3 separate regions of the Mus musculus genome follow, and regions 2 and 3 are each linked to region 1. A link is a contact called in public Hi-C and HiCAR-type data. All regions are on one chromosome and are shown on one strand. Each heading gives the region's core, a stretch centred on a gene start, on an enhancer-like site or on the middle of the called end of the contact. The rest is flanking DNA. Distances are from core to core; before and after follow the strand shown.

Region 1 (4,173 bases), core at 1,139-3,638:
AGCTTGGGAAAGATCAAAATGCCAAAAACTTAATTTTGTAAAACAACTCTGTCTCCTTCAAAGTTGGACCCACTCCTGTTTTAACCTCCATTCAATGTCTGACTACCAGGCTCAGACACTGATGCCAGAGAACCCATCTCAATCATAGCACACCCTGGGTGTTCACAGGGCCTGAGTGAATTGAAGGTTACCTGTGATGAGCACAGAACCTAATTCTCCAAAGTCACCATTCCCCTCCCCTTGAAACTTGTGGTGCTTGTGGGACTCTGACTGCATCAACCAGACATTCTGATTAAAATCTAATTATTTAAAAAGCCACCAGATATGTGTTGCTTGAAAATAGGAGGGACAGAGGAAGGGACAGAGAAGGTACAAAGCACACTGATATACCTACATGTATATCTACATCTATCTATCTATCTATCTATCTATCTATCTATCTATCTATCTATCTTTAACCTGGAATAAACTTTCTTAAATCATTACCTAAAGGGCTTTGTCACAAAATTTGCTACATCAACTTTTGGTACGGTAACAAAATGTTTCTATTTTATTTTATAAATAAAATGAGGTAAAACCTAGCTTGTTTCAAGTAAGTATGGGATATTTTAGAATTATTGTGCCATATTATATAATAAGTGATACATAAATGTTCATGGTCTGGGGGAAACTCAGTCTGTAAAGCATGGGGCCTGGACTTTGATTCCCCAGAACCCACATAAAAAACCTAAGCCTGACCATAAGTCTCTATGATCCCTGTGCTGGGAAGTTGGAAGCCTGGAGATCCCTGGGGTAAGCTCAGTGAGATACCTTATCTAAAAACATATGGTGGACATCAATTGAGTAAGACATCCAAAGTTTACCTCTGGTCTTACCGCATCCCTATCCCACATATATAAATGCATGAGAGTTCAAAAAGCCTTTTTATCTTAACATTTCTTCTGTATATGTATTTGCATGTAATATATGCATGAGTACATATTTGTGTGTGTACATGCATATACAGATATATGTGTGTGCGTGTACATGGGATGGTGTCAGAGGTTTGTATTAACCATTTTCTTAATAGAAACAAAAACTTTCAGTTTTTGAGCTACCAATTGCCTAGTTTGGCTCATCAGCAAGTTCTAGGGAATCAACCTATCTCTGCCCCACCCCACCAGTATGGTTATAGGTGTTATAGGTGCACACCACTATGCCCAGCTTCTAGTGGGTGCTAGGGATTCAAATTAGGTAATTATGCTGGCATACCATGCACTTTACCAACTGAGCATCCTTCCAGTTCTCCCAGCCCTGGCAAAAATCAAAAACCAAAAACCAAAACCAACAACATCAAGAAAAAAAAAAGTGGGATAATAACATAGGTTTTCTTTCTTTTCATTAGTGCCCCGAGCAGGCTGTATAGGGTTATAAAGTCTTAAGTTAATGAACTTAAGTGAGATACCTTATCTAAAAACATATGGTGGACATGACCAGAGGCCATTGTAACATTTCCAGATGGGAGAAGAGAGCCAGGTACGACTGTTCTGGAAAGGTCATAAGCCTGTGTATAGAAGAGAATTAAAAGTGCAGTTCTGAATGACCAACACACAATGCTTTTGTGGTAGTTTTCTGAAGAGAATGTTGGATCAATATAAAACCATGTCCAATTGGCAGTGATGTCTAAAATAACTTCAGATCTGGCTTCAGAAAGAGCTAGGAGAGAAAAAAGAATTACACAAAGAAGCATGTGGGCAACAAGAAATTTGTCTTTCATAGAACAATCTTGATAACAGATAATTCATTCACAGAAGCTCCTGAAAGTATTCAGCATGCTTGTGACAGAAGTCTAGAATAATGAGAAAAGGGTGCATGTCTCAATTCAGTCTAAGACATATCATTCTGAGGGCTGGGAAGACGGCTGTCAGTAAAGAGTTTGTCTTACAAGCATAGGACTTGAATATGATCTTCAGAACCCATGTTGAAATGTTGGTCACATATGCTTGAAACCTTGGTGCTAAGAAGAAGAGACAGGTAGATCCCGGTGGCCTGATTGCCAGGAAGCCTAGACGACTTGTAGTGTTCCAGACCGAGATTGGCAGCACTAAAGGAATCATACCCAGGGATGGTCTCCGGCTACCACATGTATGCAAACAAACGTACATGCAAACGTACATGCACACATTCATGCACACACACGCACACACACACTCTTACCATTTGACATAAGAGCTTGTAGTTGTATGAATTTTATAAGCCATGAACATGACTGTCTCTTCATTTACTAGGATTTATGCAGTAACTAGAGCACTATTAAAGACAATCTCTGAAGGTCAGAACAATGTGAACAGCCTGGATGTGTGCACTGTCAGCTGAATAAGCCATGGGGCTGAAGGGATAGGCCTGGAATTCTTCCACAGAGTAGGCCTGGCAAATTCCCATGAAATTAGGTCACTAGGCAAGTGTCCCAGGGCTGGCAGCATACTTAGGATTCTTACCTAATCTCCCTTCTAAGTGTATTTTTTAAGAGTCTTTAGCACTTAGAAATTTTGCTAAGGTAGTATCTGAAATAGCAGAATGGTCTGGAAGTACATCAGATGAATGCTAAGTCTGAAGAATACAGATTAGAAAGCCCAAAGAAGGAAGAGGGAAGCTTAGACATAGAGACTCCAGGGTAAGGACTATTCCATTAACAAGCATTTACCACAAATGTTCAATATGTCCAATAGTCCAGTGTCTCTGTAAGTCAGGAAGTAGAAGTCCTAGGTTGGGTTTCCATTCATTGGAAATTTGGTAACAGCCCAAATAGGGCAAATGCACCATTTTAACCCACACCTCCCCTCTGATGCTCTTCAGAAAGATGACCTTGACTCTGGATGCAATAAGTCTGGAAGCACTGGCCTACCATACTGAATTACAAGGTTTACTCTCTTCTGGCATCTCAGAGTTCCAATTCTGTTTTTAGATTCCTCTTTCCTGGCACCTTTGCTTTTAAATTTCTCTGAACAAATACCCACTTGAGTGCTCTTGGAGATCCAATAGTGGTTCTTAATCAACAGAACGTTAAGGTCAAGTGTTTGGAACTTAAAGAATTCTCCTTTATCTTAGTATGTAGTTATTCCCCATGTAGCCAGTAACAATACAACTTCCCGGGGAATAGTTAGAACCTCCAGTCACTGTCTGAAGTTCCTGACAGGGTGAGAAGGTAGTCCTTTGCCTCTGTGTGCCTCACTGAAAAGGTGACACATGCTCATAGAACACTCATAAAAAGATAACATCTTAGACTCAGAGTCTGACAATGTGGGCTTTTTAAATTTTTTTTCAAAAGGAAGTATTAGGCACTGGCCACTCTCAACTAACAGGTTAAAATTATGTGTTAGAGGGATGTCTGCCTCCTGATGGGGACACCACGATGTTACATGTACCCTCCTTTAGCTTCAATTCACTGACAGCAGAATTTTCTGTTTCTTATTAATTTTATCATCTTCTAATAGTGAGGAATTGCTCATGTCACATTGTAAACCTAATTATTTGAAAAAGGATGTTATATCACATGTGGCTGACTGCTTATCTGTAATGTGCAGAAATACTAATCTTATTTGGAAATAACCACAAGGATCTGCTAAATTATGGATAAAGTCTGAATCACTTTATGCCTAATTATAAAAATAATGAGTAAAATATCAAAGAAATTTGTTTGGGGAATTCTAGTGAGAGAAAGAAGCACTAATAATTTTCCTAATAGGACTTTGGAAATAACTATACTCCCAGTTTTATAGGAAAATAGTTTCATTATTATTAATGTTTTTAATTCCCAAAAGTTAGTTGTGATTTTTTTTCTTTACATAAGCTTGCTTGGAAAACAGACAAAATGATATCATTATTATGTGAATTTTATTGTCTCTCTATGAAAGCAAATATAAACAGAAAGATTAATTTCAGATAAAGATAAAGACATCTTTGCAACTAAACAGTCCTTGGCAAATGAGTTTAATTTCCTGGGACTTGATGTCTGCATCTATAAAATAAAGAGACTGGGATTAGATCACCCCTGATGGGAATCCTGAGGGTGTGTGTTCCTCAGTCAGAGGGATCTGCACGTCTCTATACTCACTGCCCTATGGAAGACTCCTGGGAAGGCTGTGCATTGGGGGGCTTCACCTCTGCTGATGTCAAATGGTCCCAGTTGATTTA
Region 2 (4,173 bases), core at 598-3,097, 410 kb after region 1:
AGAGCAGATGGAGGACACACCCTTAGCTCACATTATGACCACTGATATGATGGGCGAAAATCTTAACGATGTACACATCTTACAGAGGGTTAGTATCTGGAATGTATAAAGAGCTGAGGAAAACTTCATTTCAGGAAAAGATAAATTGTCCGTCTCCTCTCTCACTATGAAGAAAAGAAGGCAAAAACAGTCCCAATATCAGGAAGAACAATGAATGCCACCTTGTATCATAGGTACTTGGAGGCCTTATACAGTTAGAAGGAAACAGCTGAATGGCATCTCCAAGGACATTTATGAGAGAAGGCTTCATGTAGAAGACAGTCAAGAGTAAGACATCCCACAGAAGCCAATTGCCAAAGCCTGAAGAGCCCACAAGCAGCAAGAGGTTTCTGTCATGGTTAGTCTATGAGAGTCACCGGTCATGTGTGAAGCATGCCACTGCTCCAGGGCCTAGCTCTGCAGGTCTAAGTGCATTCAGGACTACAAAACCACAGGCAGTTCCCTGGGTGCTGGAGAGGGCTAGATTTGTAAAGACACACTTGCTGGCTTGCACCTCCTTGAAGGTATGGGGTATCTTTTCTGCCTAGCAAGGCCCCTCCTTCCAAGATCGACAGAGAAGGCTTGTTGTTATGTTGGGTGAATTACTCTAGAACCATCTCTGTCCAGGGTCCCACTGAGAAACATTAGGGAAATAGCTCTCTAAATTAAGAGAAAGTTTTGTTTTGTTATTATAAGCTGTTATGCTCTCGGGTATAAAGGTTCCAATGAAGGTTAAAGAGATAATTCAATTGGGAAAGTCCCTGAATTCGGTCCCTAGAACCTACGTAATGGTATAAGTTTGTAAGCCAGCACCAGGGAGTCAGAGACAAGAGGATCCCTGGGGATTATTGGTCTGTCATCATAGCCTGAGCTATGTCATCATGAGCTCTGAGTCCCAGTGAGAGACCCTGTCTAAAAAGTACAAAGTGGGTGGCTCCTGAAGAATGACACCTGAAACTGAGCTTTGGCCTCCACGGACTGAACATACATACACTAGCACACATACACGCACACACTTAAATAAATACTACACACACACACACACACACACACACACACACACACACACACATACACTTAAATACTCTTACACACTTAAATAAGTACACACATAAACACAAAGTTAAATACTCACACACATATACAAACAAATAAATACATAAATAAAAACACTTTTGAGATGAACCAGAGACATTCTTGCATATTATACCAGGACCTCTATCCCCTTCTTCACACGAAAGTCTTTGTTGATAGGCCAATTAAAAGTCCTTGGAGAATTCTGAGCACTTTTTAATGGAACCAGTCCTGGAAGGGACTGGGCTCACACAACACACTGGTGATAGGGTACTGGGATCTCTCAAGGGGCTCCAAGGTGAAATGCATGTGAGCCTCAGGCAGGTAGACTCTGTTCAGCCACCTCAAAATCCTGTCTGGGAGATCTGAGCAGCAGAGACACTTCACCTATTTGTTGAAAGGCCTCCTTTCTGCAGCAAAATCATTTCAGCACTTGTTCATTAAATATAAAACATCAAAGGGGATTTGGGAATCTGGAAAACATTTAGGAAACATTTAAATGGGGTGTCACTTCAGCAGAGCAAGTGGCATGAACTGTTTGATTTTCAACTACTTACAGATGTCTGCAACCCTGGGATTAATGTATATATTTTCCAGGAGAAATTGTGTATGCAAAGTTCTGACCAAATTTTCCTGAGAGGGGAGAATTAGTGTACATCTGTGCATGGCAGGATGGTCCCCTGTGTGTGCCTATCCAAGTGGATGGGAAAAGACGACTTTTTTAGTGTATCAAAAATGTTGCATGAGAAGACTTAAGAACTCAGTGTTCTATTCTCATTTTTGTTTAGAATTCCTGAGTTCCAAAGTTGCCAAATCGCTTCTTTCCTGGTTCATCGTTGTGCTTGAGAACTTTCTTTAAATAACTCCCTGGAAGCTGGTCACACAGACAATGCCAAAAGACAATATGATCCGGGAACAAATCTGGCCCCCACAGGTCTAGAAGCTTCCCAAACATTGTTTTTCTGCCATAGATTCCCGTAATGAATGACTGCTGTGATTCAGGGCCTCCTCTGCCCTTGGGAACCAAGGAGGAGAAAGTCCAGGGCTTTGCCTAGAATATTTTGTAGGATTAAACGTTTTCTGTAATTCACACTTTAGATATCATTTATGTCACGTCTTACTCCTAAAATGATTTAATATGACTTATGAAATTAGATGTTATATTTTAAAGAAAGCCAAGAAAATGGGGAGTGTGTGTGTGGGGGGGGGGAATAATTGCTGTCTGTTTCTCTAGAGGCTGCCTGTGCTCTGAAACCTGAGTTTTCAGCAGCTGACCTAGGATACGAAAGACTCCTTTTGAAACTAGTAAGAAAGAATTATTCAAGAGAAGCATGTGCAGTCCTGGTTCTGAGGGCAGAGTGAAAATACAGGGTACGCTCAATACATGATAGAGATGGATTTTAAAAAGACTGGATTGGGGATGAAACAATAGCTAAGTCAGGAAAGTGCTGGCTCTTCAAGCCCCAGGACCTGGGTTCAACTCTCAGAATCGAGAGAGAGAGAGAGAGAGATTGAGAGAGAGAGAGAGAGAGAGACTGACTCTGTCAGTCAGATGGATTAGTGAATAAATGTACCTGCTGCCAAGCCTGACAACCTGAATTCAATTTCCCAGGAAGCCCACATGATAGAAGGAAGTAATTAACTACGAGTTGTCTTGTAGTGTCTACATAGGTGCAATAGTATTATATTATATATACGTAGTTAGGGTTTCATTACTGTGAAGAGATACCATGACCAAGGCAACTCTTATAAAACCAAACATTCCATTGAAGCTGGCTTACAGTTTCAGAGGTTCAGTCCATTATCATCATGGTGGGAAGCATGGGCGTCATGCAGGCAGACATGGTGCTGGAGAAGCCAAGAGTTCTACATCTTGATCTAAAGGCAGCCAGGAGGAGTGTCTCTCTTCTTCCCCAGGCAGAGCATGAGCATAGGACATCAATGTCCACCCCCACAATGACACCCTTCCTCCAACAAGGCCACATCCATTCCAACAAGGCCACACCCCCTTCTTGTGAGCCACTTCTTGTGAGCCAAGTGTATTCATAACACCATATATATAATATATATATTTTATGTATATATATAAAATGTGTGTGTGTATATTCCAGCACTGGGGAGGTAGAGATAGGTAGCTCTCTGGGTCTACTGGACAGTCAGCCCAGCCACTTGGAAATCTCCAAGACAGTGAAAGATGGATAGATGGCTCCTGAGGAACAACATTTGAGATTGTCCTCTGGCCTCAATATGCTGGTGTACATATACATGCACATATGCATACACACATGCATACCCACACATATTCATGTGCATCTACATACATGTGAACACACACACAAAGAAACTGAACTCTACATATGCCTTAACAAAGGCCAGTAGCTTACCTTAAGGAAACCACTAAAAAATAATTTTTTAGGAAGAGGGGAAATGTAATAGTTTAGAAAAATCCCCTGAGCCAGGGGCTGATTATTGTGAGAAGTTTCTCCCTGCAGAGACAAACAATGCCTACCCACTCCTCATAAGCTCCCAATGACAAACCAATGTATGACTCTACCAAAATTCTCCAGGGGAACCAGTGAGTCCATTGGACTTACTTAGAGAGCCACGGGTGAAGGCTCGGTTATGTGCAGAAGCACGGGTGATTCTAAAGCAGCCACACCAGAAGGATGCTTCCCCATGACTCTGTAGCTATAGCCCCCTTCAGTTATCTGTCCCCACCCATTTCCTCTTACCCCTTCCTGACACCTAAGTCCATGAGCAGTTAGGGCAGAATTGGATACAAATGGATGGGAGGATCACATGCTCTGTGAGTGCATGTGAACAGGCCACAGACCTGAGTGATGGATTCCCACAAGTAAGCACAGCTGATCTCATGAAGATAGAGCACTTTTGCTCAAAGGATAGCCTTGTACACTGTGGATAGTCTCTCCTGAGTATCATTCTCTAATTAAGTCTTTGGCAAACATTGTAAGACACCCCTAATCTGCCTCTTATATGTCACCTAGAGAAGAGCTTTAATAGTGCAGCACTTAGGTAACCTCTTCCAGTCTAACACAAGAG
Region 3 (4,173 bases), core at 1,132-3,631, 270 kb before region 1:
GTTATGGTAGTGAAAACTCTCATAGTGATTTTCAAGTATGCCTTATATCCTAGCATGTTTTATCATAAAGCATCCAGAAGGCATGAGGAGTTGGGGACTTTATGCTAGGGCTAAATGCAGCATTCTGTTTCAACAGTGAAATGCCAGGGCTCTACCCTTCTCACTGACTTAAGTATTAAACTTGACCTATACCTTGAAGCATCCAATAGTTTCTAGAGTTTGAAAAGTGTGCCTTCAGGGAAGTCATGAGGTCAGTCCCCATGAGGTATTTTTAAAACTGAAGGTTTAAAATGGATGGCCATGGTTCTTCCTGCTTCATTCTTTCCTATGGCATAGCTGTTTATTTTTTTCCAAGAACAAATATTCTGCTCAGAATGTTTTGGAGAAGTGGTGGAAGGTATCTGAAGGCAAAGGGGATAAACACTTTGTCCCAATCCCAAGGGACTTGAGGATTGAACGGTAATTATGTGAATTCTTTCAGCTTTGATTCAGCCTGGGACTTCCTTGGGAATCTCTGTCAGGGGATGGGTTGTAGTCTTTTACAGACTTTAACTTTCTTCTGCGTGGTTGTTCTGCCTTCCCCACTCACCATCAGTCTAGGCTGTTCTAAGTAGTGTTCTCTCACTCTGTGTGTGTGTGGTTCTTGCATATGAGGATACATTCATATCTATACACGTGTGTCAGTGTGTCCATGAATGTGTGTGATACAATATACAGAAGCAACAGGTTAATCTCAGATGTCAATATTATCTTGAGTCATTTCCTTAGAGATGGGGTCTGTATCTAAGACCTGGAGTTTGCTGGTTAGGCTAGGCTGGCTAGCCATCAAGCCCGAGGGACCCTCCTATCTCTGCACCCCCAGTGTTGGGATTATAAACACATGGCACTATAACTCATTCTTGGGAAGCAAGGGCTCTACTAAGTCCTGCCAGGTCCCTAAACAGTGTTCTCAAACTTGCCACAAGAATAACCTTGATTAGTCATTTTAATTTCCTACTTATCCCCTCGGGGACCTCAGTGGGAACAGAATCTCTGGGAGAAAAGGCCTTGAAATAAATTATTTTCCAGAGCTTCTCAGATGAGTCTTTGACTCACTGGGTGTGGGAAACAATGCTGTGCTGCTTTTTATTTAGGGGCTTAAGGGAACCATTCTTCTCTAGTGTATCTGCACAGATTCTGGTGCAGGTAATGGGTCTTCTGTGTTACTGTGCATAGATAGATAGATAGATAGATAGATAGATAGATAGATAGATAGATAGATAGATAGATAGATAGATAGATATGGTGTGGAAACCAGGGGTCAGCATCTTTTGCAGTGTCTTTTTCAATTGATCTCCACATTACCTTAAATTATGTATATTTTAAATGAACTGGTGTCTCTCTCTCTCTCTCCTCCCATCTCTCTCTCTCTCTCTCTCTCTCTCTCTCTCTCTCTCTTTCTGTGTGTGTGTGTGTGTGTGTGTGTGTGTGTGTGTGTGTAAGCCAGAGGGCATTGGATCCCATAGAACTGGAGTTATGGGCAGCTGACATGGATGCTGGGACCCAAACTCAAATTTTATACAAACTCTTAACCATTGAGTCCTTTCCAGACCTCTCTATTTTATTTCTGAGATAGAGCCTCTTAATAATCCTAGAGTTTACTGATTTGGCTAAACTAACTGGCCAACTGCTACAGGAGATCCTGTCTCTGCCTCTCTTGAATTGGGATTATAGGTGCACACTGGTACATCTGACTTTTTACATGTATCCAAGCTCAGCTTCTCATGATTGTGTAGTAAGTGCATTGTCTGTTAAGCCATCTTCCTCACCCCAATGAATTGATCTTCATTCCAGAGTATAAACCCTGTCCTACTTAGGGTAGAGGCATGGAGAGACTGCAGGGTGTTCTGCCTCACTTCATGCAGATCTGTGATGATCTCTGCACAGGCCTGTCCTTTCTTACAGCTCCACAGACCAGAATTCACATTAAATGTGTTGTGATGCATTACAGAGCTGCAATATTTTGCTCTTGGAACAGCTTGAGGTTTCTGAGCTGACTCTTTGAACTACCATGTCCCACTCCCAGAGTGCAAATACTAAAGGAGGGTCATATGCACATGGCCTCAGTAAAGTAGGCAGGCACTGGAAAGGAGGGATTATGCACACTGAGAGTTCAGGAGTTTCTGATGGCAGGATTGGATGGAGGCCAGAAAACATTAGCATACAGTCCCCAGTAGTCTGAGAGGAGAGAGATTCAAGGTGAACAGTCACTTTCATATCTGATACGCATGATCAGTTTTTGCTACAGGCTGTAAGCTGAATTCCACTGTTGGGTCCTTGTGGCTCAAGGTGAAATTTCACCTCCCACTCACTGCCTTTCAAAAGGGTTTGCAGTTGAGCAACTTCAGGGGTTAAGCAACTTAACTTTGGCCAGAAAACATAGAGATACAAGGTCTCCAGTTCCTAGCAAGGGGCATAGTTCAGTTGAATGTCAGAATTATTTGTGAGTAATAGCATTGTCTGGAGTATTTGTTCCCCACTATATCCAGACATGTCATCCCAGGAGAATTTGAACAGACTCTGAATGTCCTGATTGGATAAGTACTTGCTCAAGAGAGAATCAATTTTTTTCCCCACATGCCCTACTCTTGGGGTTCAAGTGAGAAAACTCCTACTGGCTTTTATTACATTGGATACCCAAAGTCTGGCCAAAGTTGGTAGGTCTGGCCATAAGGTCTGTCACATTTAGCCAAAAGGGTAATGTGAGTCTATGCTGACTAGACCAGTGGTTCTTACCCCTGTTAATGCTGCAACATTTTAATATAGTTCCTCATGTTATGGTGACCCCAACCATAAAATTATTTCCATTGCTACTTCATAACTGTTATGAGTCAGAATGTAAATACTTTTGGAGTAGAGTTTTGTCAAAGGGGTGGGGACTCACAGGGTGGGAACCATTGCTCTAGGGGTTTAGAAGTGCTTAGGATAGGTGAGCTCAGGATGTGTGTGTGTGTGTGTGTGTGTGTGTGTGTGTGTTTTACATATAGAGAGTTAATTAAGTCAGGTGTAAGTTCAGGAGGCATGGGTTTTGTTTGTCGAAAGTTGTCTGCGGCAGGTAGGCTCACAGAGTGAGTGTTTAACAGATGAAAGGTTGGGTTAACTGAATTCTTCAAAAATGATTTTATGTGATCACAGTTTCCTAGAAAACTCTCCCTCTCCCTCTCCCTCTCCCTCTCCCTCTCCCTCTCCCTCTCCCTCTCCCTCTCCCTCTCCCTCTTCCTCTCCCTCTCCCTCTCCCTCTCTCTCTCTCTCTCTCTCTCTCACACACACACACACACATACACACACATTTTAGTTTTGACTTTAATATAACCAATGAAAATGAAGTATGAGAATGAATAAGATTGATTATGTGTTCTTGGTGGGCTGTGGTCTGTTCATGATCAGCCTCTGAGATTCTAACTATGGGCACAGATTTTTAGAATTGTTGAGATATACTAGCCTAAGAAAATAACTATTTTCTTTCTTGCCATGGCAACTTAAAAAAAAAATTAAGAAGGATTTTTTTTTTTCTCTACTGAAGAAACCTTTTCAGCACTGTAGGTAAAACAAAACCTTGTCCTCTCAAGGGCTGTCACTGTTTCCACTCTGAATGACACATTTTCTAGGGTCCACAGCTTGCCTCATACGCACTTTGCTCCAGGCTAACAGGCTTGCCCTATTCATTCAAAGGCTCTAGTTTCAGTTGGCTCAGTCATGAACTAACGTAAAAATGAGAAGACCATTTGTTCGGATATGAGGAGCAAATCTGAGCCTTTGTTTCTAATCAATATTAACTGACCACTCTAGAGCTCATAAGGATAAGAGCCTTCCACATAGGGCAACTGAAAAGGGTGTACTGTGATTCTGAAATGCCCCCTTTTTATGAGGGACTTCACTGAGGCTGTGTTGGGCCCACAGAACCCTGAGGCTTGGGGTGGCTGGCTTACAGGCAACTTTGGGACGATTGTATGAGGTCTGGCTTGAGGATAGAACTCTTTCTATATCAGCCACAGAATTTGTTGCCTGGTGTAAAAATGCCTCTGCGTTAACTGGAATAACGTTTTATGGTTTGTTGTTATTTATATGTAAGATTTACATTGATAGCTCATAGCAATATGATAAGTGATTGTCTTGGAAATTTGGAGGACACCA

The links. A called contact is a pair of places that touch in the nucleus more often than the background predicts. HiCAR-type assays count read pairs that join an accessible place to other places.
Region 2: a HiCAR-type map of fibro-adipogenic progenitors shows a contact between it and region 1, with 4 times the contacts expected there. The contact joins two enhancer-like sites. A contact is called at or near these places in 1 of 484 Hi-C or Micro-C datasets (bone marrow-derived macrophages) and 1 of 115 datasets of contacts at active chromatin or transcription factors (fibro-adipogenic progenitors).
Region 3: a Hi-C map of Sertoli cells shows a contact between it and region 1, with 5 times the contacts expected there. The contact joins two enhancer-like sites. A contact is called at or near these places in 10 of 484 Hi-C or Micro-C datasets (the HL-1 cell line, Sertoli cells, embryonic stem cells and 6 more).

Annotation. Positions count from the first base shown.
Region 1 is chr8:128,217,981-128,222,153 of GRCm38.p6, reverse strand. All of the region lies in intron 1 of A930035F09Rik (a long non-coding RNA gene), which reads left to right. Among named protein-coding and RNA genes, the nearest start is that of Mir21c, 58 kb to the left of the region's middle. Within about 2 kb of position 2,388, at least 50 of the 459 cell types and tissues checked have an H3K27ac peak or open chromatin away from gene starts, as enhancers often do. A contact at or near this core is called in Sertoli cells and fibro-adipogenic progenitors, where this site is marked.
Region 2 is chr8:127,807,220-127,811,392 of GRCm38.p6, reverse strand. No RefSeq gene overlaps it. Among named protein-coding and RNA genes, the nearest start is that of Gm32590, 3.6 kb to the right of the region's middle. Within about 2 kb of position 1,847, at least 16 of the 459 cell types and tissues checked have an H3K27ac peak or open chromatin away from gene starts, as enhancers often do. A contact at or near this core is called in fibro-adipogenic progenitors, where this site is marked.
Region 3 is chr8:128,483,044-128,487,216 of GRCm38.p6, reverse strand. All of the region lies in intron 11 of Nrp1 (neuropilin 1), which reads right to left. All of the region lies in intron 1 of Gm32643 (a long non-coding RNA gene), which reads left to right. Among named protein-coding and RNA genes, the nearest start is that of Gm32643, 7.9 kb to the left of the region's middle. Within about 2 kb of position 2,381, at least 27 of the 459 cell types and tissues checked have an H3K27ac peak or open chromatin away from gene starts, as enhancers often do. A contact at or near this core is called in Sertoli cells, where this site is marked.